2 separate regions of the Pan troglodytes genome follow, and region 2 is linked to region 1. The links are chromatin contacts, called in public capture Hi-C maps. All regions are on one chromosome and are shown on one strand. The core of a region is the stretch at or near the end of the contact, and the rest is flanking DNA. Distances in the headings are between cores, read along the strand shown. Region 1 overlaps SYN3 (synapsin III). Region 2 overlaps SYN3 (synapsin III).

Evidence for each region. Capture Hi-C pulls out chosen DNA fragments and counts their contacts.
Region 2: a contact with region 1 is called in a capture Hi-C map of stem cell-derived neural stem cells, with 7 times the contacts expected there. The contact joins two enhancer-like sites. A contact is called at or near these places in 4 of 7 Hi-C or Micro-C datasets (blood, induced pluripotent stem cells and stem cell-derived neural progenitor cells) and 1 of 1 other capture datasets (stem cell-derived neural stem cells).

Annotation. Positions count from the first base shown.
Region 1 is chr23:34,624,436-34,630,186 of NHGRI_mPanTro3-v2.0_pri, forward strand. It overlaps SYN3 (synapsin III), which reads right to left. Exons shown (of 14, transcript XM_054675522.2): 11 at 2,882-3,016; 12 at 1,926-2,013. Among named protein-coding and RNA genes, the nearest start is that of BPIFC, 55 kb to the left of the region's middle. Within about 2 kb of position 2,741, at least 9 of the 24 cell types and tissues checked have an H3K27ac peak or open chromatin away from gene starts, as enhancers often do. A contact at or near this core is called in stem cell-derived neural stem cells, where this site is marked.
Region 2 is chr23:34,893,973-34,899,723 of NHGRI_mPanTro3-v2.0_pri, forward strand. All of the region lies in intron 6 of SYN3 (synapsin III), which reads right to left. Among named protein-coding and RNA genes, the nearest start is that of TIMP3, 5.6 kb to the right of the region's middle. Within about 2 kb of position 3,684, at least 6 of the 24 cell types and tissues checked have an H3K27ac peak or open chromatin away from gene starts, as enhancers often do. A contact at or near this core is called in stem cell-derived neural stem cells, where this site is marked.

The DNA.
Region 1 (5,751 bases), core at 1,491-3,990:
TTATCATTAAGGTATGTACTTTGTTTTTTTCAGACATAATGCTATTGTACTTAAGAGACTACAGTATAGTGTCAATATAGCTTTTATATGCACCAAAAAATTTGTGTGACTCCCTTTATTCTGATATTTACTATATACTGGGGTGGTCTTGAACCGAACCAGCAATATCTCTGAGGTATGTCTGTACACAGTTGTGTACAATTATACAATTTCCCTTTTCTTAAAAATATCTCCTGCTTTTCCAGAAAGAGAAACACAAACAAGAAAAATGAATGGGACATTTTATCTAAGACCTGTGGAAGAGGAAGCCATTTGGTGGCCAAGGTTAACTTTTTTTCAGGAAGTAATGAATCTGTTGCTTTTAATAATAGTGACTGGAAGACCACAACATGATAGTAATGCCTTCTTTCTGATATATATATATATATCAGAAAGAAGGCATTACTATTTTCTTAATATTTATTTATTAATATTAATAATATTAATAATAAAATATTTAATATTTTATTAATATTAAAATTTATTTATTTTATTTTGTTTTTTTGAGATGGAGTCTCCCTCTATCGCCCAGGGTGGAGTGCAGTGGCGCAATCTCGGCTCACTGCAACCTCCACCTCCTGGGTTCAAGCGATTCTCCTGTCTCAGCCTCCCGAGTAGCTGGGATTACAGGTGCACACCACCACCACATCTGGCTAGTTTTTTTGTATTTTTAGTACAGATGGGGTTTCACCATATTGGCTAGGCTGGTCTCGAACTCCTGACCTCGTGATTCGCCCGCCTCGGCCTCCCAAAGTGCTGGGATTACAGGCGTGAGCTACCGCGCCCGGCCTCTGATAGGTTTTTAAGAAGATCCTTAAAAGATTGCAGCGAGACTGCCTGCTTTGGTTTCTTGGTGCACAGGTGCTCTGAAGCTCCATGCTGCTGCCAGAGCAAGTGTGCCCAGGAGGTTTTGATTGCAAGAGAGGATACGGGGCGGATTTCTCTCAAGACCTGCACGCAAAATATCAGAGCAGCTGATATTCTTTGAGAAAGTTAGTTAGCCATTGCCATGATTGCTTTTCATCTTTTTACAATAGTTTGTCCATTCTCTAATAAGTGGTGGAATGTAGTAATGCTGGAAATATTTGAGGAGGAATTTCAATGGCCAAGGTTTTATAGATGATCTTCCCTTTTTCTATCTTTCTTACTCTAGCTGGTTGACTCACAAAGCAATCATCAGGCACCACTCATTGAAATGAATAAACACTTCCTAGGTTTGAAAGGTCTGAAAGGCCAGACTTGTAAATCTACCATTTTCTGCCTCCTTGGGCAAAGCCTCAACTTTTACCTCGCAGTACAAAGGCTCATGCCTATAATCCCAGCACTTTGGGAGGCTGAGGTGGGCGGATCACCTGAGGTCAGGAATTTGAGACCAGCCTGGCCAACATGGTGAAACCCCATCTCTACTAATACTACAAAAATTAGCTGGGCGTGGTGGTGTGCACCTGTAGTCCCAGCTACTCAGGAGGCTGAGGCAGGAGAATCACTTGAACCTGGGAGGTGGAGGATGCAGTGAGCCGAGATCGCACCACTGCACTCCAGCCTGGCGACAGAGCAAGACTCTGTCTCAAAAGAAGAAAAAAAAAGGAAATAATGACATTTTCACTGCAGGACGGCTGGGAAAATAAAAGTGAGAAAATAGGTGGGACATTCCCTGGCACAGTGCTTGGTGCATATTAGGTTCTTAATAAATTAACCTTCTATTTCCCTTCTCCTTTCTTGACTTTTTAAAGAGGTTGACCAACCCCATAGTCTCATTCATTCTGTGAATAAAGTATTCAGGTGCATTTTCCCAGAGCCCCTTGTGGGAATCACATGTGGATCCCTCGGTGCATTTCAGCACCCTCACTGCATGCTTTCGCGCAGTGGCTCGTCCTGGGTCATACCTTGCGGAGGTGGGCGTGGCTGGGGCTGTCCTAGCTGAGGCCCCAGCTGGGCTTGCCCTGGGGATTTCGCTGATTTAATCTGTGGAGCCTAGAGCAGAAGAGAAAAGAAGCCTGTTGGTATCACCACAGCCCTTTATTTCCTGGGTGAGAGGGCAGCATTTATGAAGATCTTTTTATCATTGAGAAGAGACTCTTACACATAAAGTGTACAGTTCTGGAGTATACAGTGTAGTGAAGTTCTATATGTGTATACGTCGGTGTAACCACTGCCCAGATCAAAACAGAGGGCATTCTCTGCGATGAAGCCTGCCCCGTGCCCCTTCCCAGCCAGCAGCCCCGTCAGTATAATAACTACAATTCTGATGTTTGTTATCATAGATTACTTTCTGTGGGGAAATCTGGGCTGGGAGGTGGAAGTTTGGGGACTTGCTTTTACATAAAGCTGGGGAGCTGGCAAATTCTTTGGAGAGCAGTCTGGTACTCCATGGTGGGAACTGTGGAGGGGAGGAGCGACGTGGGATCTCATTGAGGTTGGGGAAAATGGGAGACACAATAGCGTCCATTGACTGGTTCCCTGGGAGCACACAGAGGGCTTGTGTGTCCATATGCTCTCGCACACGCACGCACACACATCCTGCTCAGGCCCAGCACCGAGGGCACAGAAGGGACAGCAGTCAATCATCTCTGCCCACAGTGCCCAAAGGCCATTTGAGACAAGATTGTTCTCCCCAGGATGGTGAAGAAGGGAAGGGGCCTCTGAAAGCCTCCTCAATTCACTTACTGGGGCAGGCTGTGAAAGCTCTCCCCAATGTCTGGCCTTCGTCCACACCCCCATTCCTTCTCCCCAAGGTGGTTTCTTCCTGGGGGTATCCCCTTTGGATCCAGGGGCTCCCCATTTCCATACAGCCTGGCATTTCTCATGGCTATAAAGTCTCCTTTGATCGTGAGGGTCTTACCCAAGGTCTGAGGGGGGAGGGCGCTGTGCCTCCTGGCATCGGGAGCTGGCTCATTTTGGAGACAACAAGGTCGGCCATCAGCTGTCTGTCCTCTTCCACATGCTCTCCAATCAGCGGCATTGAGCTGTCCATTACCTGTGGGGAGGAAGGGAGAGCTGAGGGACCCCCATACCAGGAGAGATGGCGGTTGGGCATCACATCCCAGAAGTGGGGGCTCAGGGCTCAGGACAGAAGTGACCACCAGATGGCGATGTCCTCCATGCAAATCACCTCCAGCTGGGACTGGCCGTCAGAGACATCAGTTCCCTTCGGTTCAGTCTAAACCACTCCCTGGAGGTAGTTCAATTCGGCCCACGTTTGCTGGATGACAGCAATGCGACAAGGGCCAGGGAGCCTCTGCCGACCTTTTCTGTGCTTTTCTTTGGGGAGCCGCTCTCCGCCCCCTCCTTTCTCACCCTGGCCCCCTCCCAGGGTCGGGGCTGGCCACCTCTCCTTTGGCCCCAGGTCAAGGCTGCTTTCCACAAAGCAGAAACAGTAAAGGTGGGGGCTTGATCATGACAAAAATATGACGCGGGCTGGAGTTGACCCAGGGTTCAGGGGAAAGAGGGAAGAGGAAAGGCCTGTTTTCCGGGGCCCTGGCAAAACACAGGCGGGAGGGAAAAGCATTCCACAGGGAGCTGGGCTGTTCTCAAAGTGCTTCTATCGGGAGGAACCTGAGGGATCCGAGTTTCCCCTTCTGCTGTTTTTACACATAGAGCAACTGAGGCCCAGAGATGGGAGGGGACTTGCCCAAGGTCACACAGGCCAATGCTCCACGTGATTCCCTAGGCATGGGAAGCTATGGGAGATCTGGAAGGGGTGTCTGTCAGGCCTTGGCGCATCTGCGAATCAGCTGGCCGCGTCACCCTCTCTGCTCCACTGCAGGAGTCGGCGGCCTGCATTCACCCACGCCACCCCATCAGACTCACCGTCTTGTCTCCCCTGTTCCCACGCTCTGGACATATTAGGTTTTCTCTCTCCTCCAGGTTCTTATGTAATCCCTCTACCCACTCCTTACCTGGCCAACTCCTTTCATCCAACAGGGAACAGCTAACTAGGTCTTCCTCCAGGAAGCCCTCTCTGATAGGGCAAGCTCTGACGAGCCACCTGACATCTGTATCCTGCCGTTCTCACCTGGTTTCACACGGGACAGCTTATCCACAGCACTGTCACCCCTTGCTTACTATGTCTCCACCACCAGACTGGGAGCCCCCAAGGTTAGGAATGGGCCCTGTGTCCTGCTAAGCAGGTGCGCCCTCCACAGACACCTGTTTAGTGGAGGAATAAGATGCCCTTGTGATAAGCCCGGCTCATAAGGATAAGGATACTAAGAAGCGCCGTATTTTATGGGGCATTTCCTACGTGCTACGCACTATTCTAAGCATTGGGTGTGGAGGATCTCTCATAAACCTCAGAATAGCTCTTTGAGGCAGTACTATTATCCTCATTGTAATCATGAGGAAGCAGAGGGTCAAAGAAGTGGCAAGGTCAAGGACACAGCACTGGCAACCCATGGTCCTCCCGCTGCATCAGGCTAATTCCTACCAAGCATTGGAACAGCACACCAGGGTAGGAATTGAGAAGAGGGAACCTGGGTTCCAGGCTTGGCTTCTGCTGTGGATTTGCTCTGTGATCTTGGGCAAGTTTCTTTTCCTCTACGGGCCTATTTTTTTTTTTTTTTTTTCTCAACAGTGAACTGAGGGATCTGGGCAGCTGCTAAGACCCTTCCAGCTGGGACCTGTAGGGATCTGTGAGTTTAAGCACCCACTTTGATTAGGAAACTGAAAAGCTAGCTTAAGAATGTGAATACTGGCTGGGCGCGGTGGCTCACGCCTGTAATCCCAGCACTTTGGGAGGCCGGGGCGGGCGGATCACGAGGTCAGGAGATTGAGACCATCCTGGCCAACACGGTGAAACCCCGTCTCTACTAAAAATACAAAAAAAATTAGCCGGGCGTGGTGGCAGGTGCCTGTAATCCCAGCTACTCGGGAGGCTGAGGCAGGAGAATCGCTTGAACCTGGGAGTGTCGGAGGTTGCAGTGAGCCAAGTTGCTCTATTTGTAAGAAGAGCAGAAGGGGAAACTAGGATCCCTCAGGCTCCTCCCCATAGAAGCACTTTGAGAATAGCCCAGCTCCCTGTGGAACGCGTTTCCCTCCCGCCTGGGTTTTGCCAGGGCCCCGGAAAACAGGCCTTTCCTCTTCCCTCTTTCCCCTGGCGACAGAATGAGACCCCGTCTCAAAAAAAAAAAAAAAAAAAAAAAAGAATGTGAGTACTGCTTCTAGCAGAGTCCTGAGCTCTGCACAGGTTGTACCTGGGACTGAGGCCTCCTGGATCCCAGCGCCGCAGACAGGGACAGTCTCTCAGTCACCACTGGCTGAGCTCTGACTGTGGAGTCTGCTGCGAAGGTACACAGGCTTGCTGCACCCTGCCTGTCCTCTCTCCCCCTGCCCCTGCCCACCCCATTTTATTCTGGTCTCTGTTTCCTACATTCCCTGCAGTGGAAAACAGCCACCGCAAGGAACCTGAGGTTCATTTTGGAATCCCCACGGTAGACACAGCCAAAGGAAGTGGCCACCCTCATCTCCCCAGGGAAACATTTTTCCAGTGAGCAATGTCATTCCCCGGACAAGGTCAGAGAGGACAAGTTCAAGGGTCTTTTCCCCTGAGTATTTCACTGTGAGCCTCTTCACAAAACATTTCACACACATTTTCAGTTCTCACCACAGAGATGGCTGAAGAAACCAGTGTTTTGGGATCTCTTCTGCCTTTTTTTTTCCCTTACTGGGGGAAAATACCTTTTATATTTCTGGTAACAAGCTTCCCATCTCCCC
Region 2 (5,751 bases), core at 2,434-4,933, 270 kb after region 1:
TTTGTTTGCTTCTGCCAATAATCCGGTGTCTACCTCTCTAGGCCTGTTTCTGTATCTGTAAAATGAGGGAGTTCAACTTGGTAACCCACAGCTCTCTCCTACTTCTGACCTTGTGTCTTACCATAATCTGAGTTCCTAAACAACTCCCTGCTGCCTGGTTGGATAGGTAGCTCTATGATCTCATGGCACACTTGACTATCCCACTGTAGTTCTTTCCACCAACTATTATTTTCTTGTATTTTTCTCCCAGAAGACTGGGAGCTCCTTGGGAACAGTTCTATGCCTTGTTCACTGTTGTATCTTCAGGGCCTAGCATGGAGTAACAGACATTCTGCCAATGTTTGGTGAATATTTGAAGGAAGGAGGGAAGGAAGGAGAGGACCCTGCCCCTATCCTCCAAAGACTTGATCATCACACTATGACACATAAGATGTGAGGTAAATGGAGAATGTCAGTGGAGAATTCATGATTAAGCGCACACCCAGAACTTGGAAACAAGGTCATCTGTCTTACTGAAGCCATATATTCATGCACCATGCTTGTGCTTAGCCATCTGTGGTAATAAATCAAGACACAGCAAGGGCAGAGTTGAAAATCTGGGAATACCAGAGCCCAAACTAGTTGACCTGGGGGTAATCTTTGAATGGTGACTTGTATACTAAAATGTAGAAGCCAAATGAATTCCAATATTCCAAGTGCAAAGAAAGTGTTGGGGAAGAGAAGGATGGAGTGGCCAGCCTGGTGCTGAGAACCAAGAAGATCCAAGAGCCTGCAGTTGGCATTTGTGTGTCCAGCATTGTCCCTGTTCAGGAAGAGAGGCTTTGGCCAGTGGTTGTGAGCACTGGCATTTCCTCAGCAAAGCTTTTGCTTCCATGAAAAGGAGAATTCCAGGGTATCTCAGCTGAAAGACCCTTCCTATGATGCCCTCAATCCCTGTATTCTGAATCTACACACACCACAGCAACCTTCTGAGGAGAAACTAGCTTCATATTGAAGCTCTCTGTGACTATCAGGAGGAAGATATGGGGGTGGTGTTGACATGAGTCCTCTAGCCTATGTGACAATGAAATACCTCACGGGAAACAAGCCCAGTGGGATTTTGGTTGGTTTGCTGAGCTCTTAGGATCAGTCCGTGAGAATGATCAACTGAGGGAGCCTCATCTAGTTGAGTTTCTGGATCCAAGGAGCTGGATTCCAGAACCTCTGTTGGGGTGAATGTGTGAAGGTGATACTCTGACTCCTCCTTTTCTCCACTCCATTCATTGGTTAGTTTATTCCTTTAATATTTGTTCAATGCCTACTATGTGCATATGATGTGTTAGGCAGTCACAGAAGCACCTGGCTTTGCTCGATATCTAGAAGAGAACCAGGGATATCAACCACTAGGGGCAACAGAGTGTGCGAGGTGCCAAGCTGGAAGCCCGGAGGACCCAGTGTGGGTGGGAGGTGAGTGAGAGAAGAGGAGAGGCCTGAGAGGGGGTGGTCCATTCTGCTGGGGCAGAGAGAGGACCGGAAAATATTCACTAAGTGGTGACTCTAGCTGAATCCTGAAAGATGAATACGTGATTCCTGGCAGATGAGGTGGAGGAGGGTGGGGGAATATATTGGTGGCGGCTAGATTCCAGGCCAAGAGTGCATTGTGAACAAGGCTCAGAGAAACCGATAGCTGGAATATAAAGGGTTGGAAGAGGGCAGCATGGGTTTAGAGAGATAAGCAAGAACAGAGCCTGCTGTTGTATAACTGCAGGGGCAGCCATCTCATTGTATTCTGTGTGAAGAGGGCCTCCTCCAGCTGTGGACCGTGGGGCCCTGGGGAAGAGCCAGATCACAGAGGGCCTTGTTTGTCTTTGGAGCTTAAGACTTTGTTCAGAAAGCCACGGAGCACAAGTGAATCATTTCAAGCAAAGAATAGCATGTTTTCAGATTTATATTTTTAAAAATGTACAGAAGCAGCAATGCAAAGTTGAAGTTGATAGAGAAAGACTCTGGGGAGTGTAACCAATTATGTCACTATTGAAACTGTCAGGAAAGAATCCACGGGGGCCTGATCCAAGGTAGAAATGGTAAGAATGAGAGGAAGGGATGGTTAGAAGAGATGTGGATCATGAGAATCTATAGGACCTGGTGAGTGATGATGTCATCCTTCGGAATGGGTAACCCCGGAGGGGACTGAGGGGAAAAGACAATGAGTTTTGGACACCTGGAGTCCGAGGAGGCCATAGGATCTCCAGGTGAAATTGGGCAGGAGGAAGTTGGAGATAGAAGACAGGCAATCAGAGGGACGCTGTTGCTTGCAGTGTGCACTCCGGTGCACATAGCATGGTAGCGACCATGGGGGTGCGTGGGGTAGGCCTGGGAGAGTGTGGAGGCTAAAAGGGAAGGGGAGAGAGCCAAGGACAGAAAATTGGGAAACAGCTACATTTTAATTTCAGGAAGAACCTGAGGAGTCTGCCAAGAAGACTGAGAAGGTATAGATGGAGAGGTAGAAAGCAGAATCCCAGAGAGAGTAGGGTCTCAGCAGCCAAGTTTAAAGAAGGATGCGATCAATGGTGTTAACTGCTCTTTGGACTGTCCCCACAGCACAGGACAAGACCATATCAGTTCCAGCAGGTTCCACTGAAGAAAGCTCATGTGCCTTGCAGAAACAAGACCTCCAGCCCAGTCTAACAGGAGACCAACCACATGTCCATCCCATTCCCTCCCAAGGCATGACAGCGCCTGGCTGAGATGCTTGTGTGTATTCTCTGTGTGAAGCTGAGCATGCAACCTTCAAAGAAACCACAAAGGAGCTACTCGTTTTTAAAGGAAAAACACATGAACTCCATGGGCATAAGGAAGACATTAAAACAGAGTTGGGGAGAAGTTCTTCTCCTTCCATTTCATCGTACCCTTCACAGAAATAATTGACTGCTTGAATATATGGTCATTGAAACACACATACACACACATACACGCACATGAAAACAAGAGCTGGAATATTTGACTCTGCTTTCCATTTCCCACCACCCTAGATAACATAGGATACAACATGGCTTCACTGCACACATGTGTTTTCTGGCTTAAAAACACTGAGAGTAGATCCCTGTGGAAAGAAATATGAAAACCTGAGGATTCATGCGAATGTAGCCAGAGACTCTTACAGAGGGGTCTTCAATTTGCTGGCAGGGCTGGGGGAGAGCTGGGACAATTTTACTGCCATGAAATTGGCTCCAGATGGAGGCCAGGAAAGGTGTTTACCCCCTGCTGGTGCCAGACACAGAGAGAGCCTGCAGTACCTTGCATCTTAGGCTCAGAATTGCCCAGTGCTGGGCAGCAACCCCACTGAGGGTCTGGCCAGAGCTCACGGGGATGGGTGGACCAGGCTGTCTGTTGCTTGGAAAAGGCCATTTTGAATATAATGACTTTCACATGGACTGTGGGGCTTGGGGGAAGGCATCGTGGCTAGGGTCTGGAGGGGAAGAGGGAGGAAAGCAAAGAGGAGCTTCCCTATGAGGCAACAGAAATGACAGTACCTTCTCCAGGTTGAATTTCCAAAACCCAGCTCTGCCCTGGAAGACTGGGACTGTGGCATCCTCTGCAGTGTTCCCAGACCGCCCTAAGGCCCCCAAACCAATGATTCACAACTATGTTGCTTCCCCAGAGAGCATCTCCCCCTTTGGTTGACATGTGGCCAGCTCAGGGGTGGAGGAGCTCCGGCAGCCACGAACCCAGACGGGATGTTGACTGAGAGCTTTGTGGCCATGGCAGATGGGAGGGGTGAGCTTCACCCACTCAAAGGCACCCGCACCCCACCGATGAGTGTGGAATTGTGCTCTCCCGCCCTCGCAGTGAGACGACCGACCAGGACTGCAGGCTGAGCAAATGGGTGTTCTCTGGCTTATAGCGCCCCCTAGCACCAGCCAGCGGGATAGAGCTCCATGAACTCTCCAAGGAGCCACCACCTGCCTGTCTGAATGCTGGCAAGGGGTCGGTGGTGCTGATCACTGGACCCATTCAACCAATACTTATTAAACTCGTTGTTACCAACACTTAATCCCTGTGTTCTAGGGGCTTACACTCCAGGAAGGGAAACAGATGGGTAAATAATCACATTAGAGTCAGCTAAGTATTGTCAAAGAAGTTAATACAGGGTGTTGTGGGGATACATGGGAGGGGAATCAGAGGAGGTTTCCCGGAGGAGGTGACATCTCAACTGAGGTCCGAAGGATGTGGAAGAGTTCAGTAACTTCTGAAGACCAAAAAAATGGTGATAAAAAAGACACCTTCCTAACTTTTTAGTGCTACGATCCAAGAGACAAACAAGCAGGTGAACGCATAACTACACTGGGCTCCACCATAAGCCAGACCCTGTCTCTCCTAGGACTTTGGCATCACAATCTTCTCTGAAATTCTGTTTTCGGCATTGATTCTTGGGGGAGGTAGCAATATAGGAACTCAGTGTTCGTTGCGAAACTGATGGATGATCTTCAGTCTTGGGTACGTTCCCATGTGTCAAACCTGTTTAAATGGCAGGACCCATCTCCCCTTCAGAAGCATTCACTTGTCCTACAGGATTCCCCGTGGAATGTTGGAGTTTTTGAGGTGAGAGGGATCCTGGATACCACTGAGTTCTATCTTTCATCCAATAAACACAGAAGTCGACGCCTGGACAGGCAAAGTGACTTGACCAAGGCAGGTGCACAGCTATTCTGCAACATTGGGAACAAATCTCAGGTCTTTTGATTTTTTGTTTCCATTTTACTCCCTTTTCATTTCCCAGAAACAAAGTTTTCATGTGCTTTTTTTTATAGTGATATGTTTGGAATGCATTAGCTAGTAATTTAGGAAGGGAAAAAAATAAACACACAAGAGATAAACCTGTCAGGAGGACAAACCTGTATTTCTTCTGATTGGCTCAGAGGGTGATTATTATCATGGTAGAGAATTATTTAATCAGTGTAAGTAAAATTTCTCTGTGGGCTGGGCACTGTACAAAGACTCAAATGAATCTGTCTACAGATCTGAAAAGCAGATACGAGATCTGTGAATGGCTGGGGTTTCCAAGCCCACAGTACAAGCATGGGCCACACCTTACAGCTTGGAGGACTGAGCCCTGAAAATGGGCAAGTTCCTTCATTTGTCTGAACCTTATTTTTCCCACATTTAAAACAAGGATGAGTAGTTTCTGAGGTCCTTTTTATGACTTCTCTTCCTACAGACTCTAGCATCCTATAACTTGATACAAAGAGGGTGGATATGAACTCACCTTTCCTAGAAAAGTTCCAGGAAAGAGAATACCAGGTCATCCTAGTAGGTGTGTAGACAGGCCAGATAGATCTTGAAACTTACTCAGTTCTTCCCAGATGTATAACTCTATCATTGTTCTCAGCTGTCAAGAGAAAGCAGGAGAGCCTGCATCTTCATTCTTTTTTTTTTTTTTTTTTTTTGGAGACGGAGTCTCACTCCGTCACCTAGGCTAGAGTGCAGTGGCATGATCTCAGCTCACTGCAAGCTCCGCCTCCCAGGTTCACGCCATTCTCCTGCCTCAGCCTCCCAAGTAACTGGGACTACAGGCGCCCACCACCACACCTGGCTAATTTTTTGTGTTGTTAGTACAGACGGGGTTTCACCATGTTAGCCAGGATGGTCTCGATCTCCTGACCTCGTGATCCGCCCACCTTGGCCTCTCAAAGTGCTGGGATTACAGGCGTGAGCCACCGCACCCAGCCTGCATCTTCATTCTTACTGTTAGCCTCAGGTTCACCCCACCTA